2 separate regions of the Mus musculus genome follow, and region 1 is linked to region 2. A link is a contact called in public HiChIP or PLAC-seq data. All regions are on one chromosome and are shown on one strand. The core of a region is the stretch at or near the end of the contact, and the rest is flanking DNA. Distances in the headings are between cores, read along the strand shown.

What was found. HiChIP or PLAC-seq counts read pairs in DNA pulled down with a chosen protein or histone mark.
Region 1: an H3K27ac HiChIP or PLAC-seq map of embryonic stem cells shows a contact between it and region 2, with 2.9 times the contacts expected there. The contact joins two enhancer-like sites. A contact is called at or near these places in 1 of 115 datasets of contacts at active chromatin or transcription factors (embryonic stem cells) and 1 of 9 other capture datasets (embryonic stem cells).

The regions. Positions count from the first base shown.
Region 1 is chr4:140,609,470-140,612,316 of GRCm38.p6, forward strand. It overlaps Arhgef10l (Rho guanine nucleotide exchange factor (GEF) 10-like), which reads right to left. Exons shown (of 29, transcript NM_001290803.1): 3 at 1,758-1,943; 4 at 1,062-1,095. Among named protein-coding and RNA genes, the nearest start is that of Gm42335, 5.8 kb to the left of the region's middle. Within about 2 kb of position 1,567, at least 80 of the 459 cell types and tissues checked have an H3K27ac peak or open chromatin away from gene starts, as enhancers often do. A contact at or near this core is called in embryonic stem cells, where this site is marked.
Region 2 is chr4:140,000,984-140,003,752 of GRCm38.p6, forward strand. No RefSeq gene overlaps it. Among named protein-coding and RNA genes, the nearest start is that of Klhdc7a, 34 kb to the left of the region's middle. Within about 2 kb of position 1,263, at least 15 of the 459 cell types and tissues checked have an H3K27ac peak or open chromatin away from gene starts, as enhancers often do. A contact at or near this core is called in embryonic stem cells, where this site is marked.

The sequences.
Region 1 (2,847 bases), core at 317-2,816, 610 kb after region 2:
CAGGATTGCGGCCTTAGTCACCAAGGTGTCCTGTTTCCTGGGAGCTGCCAGGCACAAGGCGCAGAGAGTCTGCGCACAACCACAAAGTGAGAACAGAGCCAGGTCTGGTAGCTCACACCTGTAATGCTAGCATTGGGAAGCTGAGGCAGGAGGATTGCCATTAGTACATGGAAACAAGACACTGTCTCAACCAAAGAAAAAAAGAAACAAAAGAAGAATTCTTTTAAAATGGGGGCTAAGGATGTAACCCAGCAGAATGTTGGCCTGGCATCCCCAAACCCCGGTTTTATTCCCCAGAACCAGGCATGGTAGCATGTTGGCACGTGTCTCTAATCTCAGAAGTAGAGGCAAGAGCGTCATGGTCATCGTCTGCTGCATGGTGAGTTCAAAGCCGCCCTGGGCTAGGTGAGAACTTGTCTGCCCCTCCCACCAAAATAAAATAAAATAGACTAGCCAGCAAGATGGCTCAGCCGGTGAAGGTCTTTGTTGCCAAGTTCAATGAATCCCCCAGGACCTACACGATGGAAGGAGAGAACTGGCTCCTGCTAGCTATCCTTTGACCTCGACGCACAAACCATGGCATGTGCACACATGCACTCGAACACTCAAACACACACACACACACACACACACACACACACACACACACGTGCATGCTCACACACACAATAAATATAAAATTTTGTAATTTAAAAATTTGAAAGAGAAGGACTGGTATCAGCAGAAGCAATCCCACAGCATCTTAGTTCCCAGGGATAACTCCAGGGAAGCGAGTCTCCTCTCCCTTCCGTTTCAAGTCAGAACACAGGAAATCTGGGAGAGTCTGTGAGTCCACTGAGGCCACATGGGTAGGGAGAGGCCTGAATGTGGGTCTGGGACCAGGCAATGCAATGCAATGCTCCCAGGCAAAAGAGAAAAAGAGGCCACCACAGCGAGCCTCAGGGCCAACCTCGTCCAGGCAAAGGGTCTTAACAAACAACAGTATTCTCTAGTCACTGTCCTACCCTGTCCCACGCCCCTGTTGGGCTCTACTCTTTTCCCAGTGGACAAAGCTCACTTACTCTGTCTGGGGTGGTGCAGCTGCTGGGTCCAGGTCTGTGGGAAGAGCAAAGAGAGAGAGCTTGTGAGACAGAGGTTGGCCCCAGGAACTGAGCCTATTCCCACCCCCTGTTCCCCGCCCCTCGAAGGAACCAGGGTGCCTATAGAATCCCTTGCCTTTCCTTGGCCCCTCTCTAGTGAGTAAGTTCCCTACCTGTCCTGCCTGCCCCACACCGCCCCCATGGCCCAACCTCAGTCAGAACTAGCACCCTGTCTACCAGGCTTCCACCAACCCCAGCTCTTGGAAGGGTTGCTATCTGCAGGAGGTTCCTGCTGATCCAGTCCCTGGTAAGATGACAGATCTGAGAGCCCAGCAGCTGGCATTTACTGACAACATGACTGGACCCTCCCACCCCTGGGGTGCTGGCTCGCCAAGCAGACAGATGGGTTCTTTGGAGCCATGGCTGGAAGGTTACAAGAGCTGAGGGCCCTAGCAGAAACTCCAGCCAAGCGATTCCATTTAGGCCCGGACAGAGTGCAAGCCAGATGTTGCAGGAATGCTAGGAATTCCTTTCCCAAGAGAAGCAGGATATAGTCTCTTCCCAGTGGCTCCCTTTCCTGCCTACTGGAGACCCTAGGAGCCTGAGATTCCCCACCAGTTCTCCGGGATTTGCCTGCAAACCCCACTTGCCTGGTGGAGACTCCCAGAGACAGCTTACCTGAGCCCGGGACAGTGTCAAAGCAGATCAGCGAGGGCTCTGTGTCCCTCTCAGGGGCGAGGCCAGGGACAACCAGGCCAGAGCTGGTGTCCTCCTCCTCATCACTGTCATCAAACTCAAAGGCTTCTCCGGAGTCCTCCTCCACCTCGGGGGAGGGGCCTGGAGCGCTGGGAGCCAGGGGAGCTCCTGGAAGAGAGGAGGGGTTAGTGGGCTATGGGACAGGGTCTGAGGCTCACACTGTTCAAGCCAGAGGGTCTGCTGTGTTCCCAAAGCATCCTGGGCCCTGGGGCGGGTCCTGAGGAGAGGGCTCTGCAAACAGTCTCTCCTTTCAACCTTTTGAGACTAGGCCCTGGCTGGCCTGGAGCTCAGAGATCGACCTGCCTCTGGTTCTCCAATGCTGGGATTAAAAGCGGGCGCCACCATGCCAAGCTGATTTCCCAGTTCTTTTAAATGCACAGGGAAGACACCTATTTCTGTGTGTTCCCGTGCTAATGCTTTTTTGTGAAAGCAAGCAAGTTCTTTATTCCATATGTATTTAGGTGTAAAACAGCCTGTTGTAAAACACGGTGGGGTGGGGGTGCAGGGCTAGCTGGAGCTAGGTGTAAGACCTGAGCTCCTAACACAGAGGTCTCCAGTAGGGCCTCACTTCCTGCTCCTCCCCTCCTGGTTTGTCCTCTGGCCCCTTCCTCATTCTTCACAGCTCAGCTTGGAGGTATCTCTAAGCTCACTGGCAAGGGGCTTCCCTCTGCTCCAGCCTCTCGCTTGGCTCACCCTGGTCTTGCATGGCCAGCTCGGGCTTATTCTGTATGGCATGTAATCTCTGCCAATTATGGATCCCAAATACCTTAGCAGACTGCACCCTTTACCGTCAGGGCCTGATTGGGCCTGGCTGTGGCTCTGCAGTTTTTGTCTAACTACTGAAGGACTGGGGTTTCTGTCCATCGGGGTACACTCCTGACTCTGAGGGTCCCCCTGAGGCAGGGCTACCTAGCTGAGAGTGGAACCTCACCAATGCAAGTCACATGGCTCCCGTTGGGTCCCTCCCCTGTACAATGGAAAAGAAAAGCAGTACTCCCTAGGGCTGGCTGCA
Region 2 (2,769 bases), core at 13-2,512:
CAGGGTCAGAGAAAGCAACAGGCTGGGGACTGGGGTGTGAGGAGCCTGGCCACAGTCTGCATGCAGCCTTGGGTATGCTTCCTCAGGGACAGCGGTGGCCATATGTGACCTTTGGCCTGACTCGCTCCTCCTTCGTGATTGCCTCATGGAACACATGTAGTAATTCTAAAAGCCAACTTGGCAAGGATGCCCAGAGGAGGAACTGAGAGTATGTGGAGTGACTAAGCACAGCACCCAGGTACTCGGGTGCAGGTACTTAGTCACAGTCACTCTCCTGGTCATGGTCGGTGGTACCCCCTGCTGCCTCCCTTACCTCACACAGCCAGTACACAGCCATAAACAGTCTCCACTTGCAGGCTCGGCTATGAAGGACTTTGTAGTGTGGTGTCCCCTCCTCAGGCTGTCCTACCTACTTCCTGGAACCTGTTCTGTTTGCTTTTTCTATTTTCTCCATTTTTAGATCCGACAGCAGAGGCCCAGAGAGGGCAAGTTGTTCACAAAGGCCACACAGGAGCCTAGGAGTAGAGCCCAGAAAGGGAACTGAGTGGTTTGGGTAACCAGGCAGACTTGGGTTCAAGTCCTGACCCAGGCTTTGATCCGCCTGAGTGGATTCTGATGGTTCTTCACCTTCCTGTTCTCACATTCTCTTTCAAAGGTGGGCATGCAGCTCAGTGGTGGGGCGCCCACCCACTGAGTGTGGGTCCACAGAGCTCAGTGGTGGGGCATCGCCTAGTGAGTGTGGGGCCCCGGAGCTCAGTGGTGGGGCGCCCACCTAGTGAGTGTGGAGCCTCGGCTTTCCTCTGGAGTCCTAGCACTGAATTAAAAAAAAATTGAATGTGTGGGATGACTCCAAATTCTGTCTTGTAAAGTCTAGGAAGGAGGAGAGCATTCTTCGTGTGGTCAACAAGGCCACTGTGTTCTTTGCCCGCCTTTGGTAGGGGTTCTCTGCTTTGATTAGTGACTATTTTCTGGGCGACAACTCATGGAAGTCCCTTGAGGGACCTGCTGCTATGTGCCAGAGGGTAACCCCTGCCCGGGGAGCCAGTCAGGCAGGGCGTGAATGGACAAGGAGAGACAGAGCCTCCATTTGAGGTCCTGACCCTGCCTGTACCTGGCTCTGGTGGAGGACGGGATGGGTGGTGGGGTCCTGGTCTTCTGGGATTCATTCGGGCTCAAGGTGATTGAGCCTCTCAGAAGCAATACAGGGGCAAAGGAAGGTGACGCCTTTAATGCAGAGAGAAGCATCGAGTTCCAGCCAACCAGCGACATTTGCATTTAAATGGAGGTCTGCAAGTCTGTAAATCTGCATTTCCCAACCGCAGAGCCCTAATGGTTGTTTAATCACGTTTAGATGAACCCCCTGGAGCACTGGGGGTAGGCGCAGCACCGTCTTAGCTCTGTTACAGAGGCTGAGATCAGGCACTCCTTCCTCCTATCTCCTGTCCCGGACAGGCTGCTCACTCTAGAGAAGCGACCGGCCCCTGTCCATGCCAGGATTAACTCAGAACTGGCAGAAGTAGGATTGGCCCCAAAGTCCCCGCAGCCTCCACAGTAATGAGGATGGTGACAAGATTTGAAGAAATGGGCAGCCGGAGCTCTGAGCAGGGCCTGCACGTGCTCCGAGCTTGATGGTTTCTCGTTCTACCTCGGACTGTAGTGCCCACTGAGGCTGAGCAAGCCGGTGGCGTGGACACCGTCCAGGCTTTAGGGTGGCATGTGGGGGTGGCGGCTGATGAACGGGTTCCTCACCGGAGTCACCTATCCTGTGAGACAGACCTCTGAACCCCTGTTCCTCAGGACGTTGGCTTCTGCGAGGTGTTCGCTCTCCCTCAGCTTCCTCATCCACGAAAGGTTCCTGTCCCCTTGTCTTAGATGCTGGCCTTCTAAAGAGCACCAGCTCTGTCTTATCCCTCGCCTGGGGCCTGGCAGGTAATAAGTGCTTAATGAGCACTTGGATCTGTTGTTACTTAGACACGTGCAATAGTACCAGGGACCCTGTAGCTTATCGGTGTTCTTTAGCTCAAAGGCACAGTCACTGGCATCAGGCAGGCCTGGGTCTTAATCTCAGCCTTACCGAGGAACTCATACCAAGTTAGATCCTCACACATGAGGGCTTGTTGAGTCTGGGCCCACAGGATCTGGGCAGACAATTACTCTTGTCTCTGCCTTCAGCACTTTCAATCAGGACAGGGTAGATGGGGGGGGGGGTATTGCCATTGCCGATGTAGCCCAGGATGTGTAAATGATCTTGAACCCCTGATCCCCTTGCCTCCACCTCCCTAGAGCTAGACTGACAGGCCTGTACCCCATCCCTGGTTTATGCTGTGTCAGGGATTGAACCCAGGACTTTGTGCATGTTAGGTGGGCACTCTACCAACTGAGCCACAGCCCGGTGCAATGCTGGTTCAAGTAAAAATGCACGAGAGAACTGGTCAACCAGCTCTCAGCACCACCTTGTGCCTTTGGTCCAAATGACAGGGACTGTCACCAGGGTCACCCCTCATGTCCCATGACCCCTTCCCCAGATCGTGGTCCAGCCCTACCCTCCTCCTTGGCCTGACACAGCTGACTGGTAATGTGTTCTTTCTGAGCCGGGCCCCCACCACTTTCCCCATTGGAAAAAGCAATTAGATCGTGTTTACCAGAGTACGCGGCTGCAATCTGCCGTGCTGTCCTATCCTGTGCGCTGGCCCACTTCCTCCATGCTTTGCTTAGGTCTGATGGGAGATTTGCATACGAAGTAAAAATAGAAAAGCAAAGGGGGAAAGC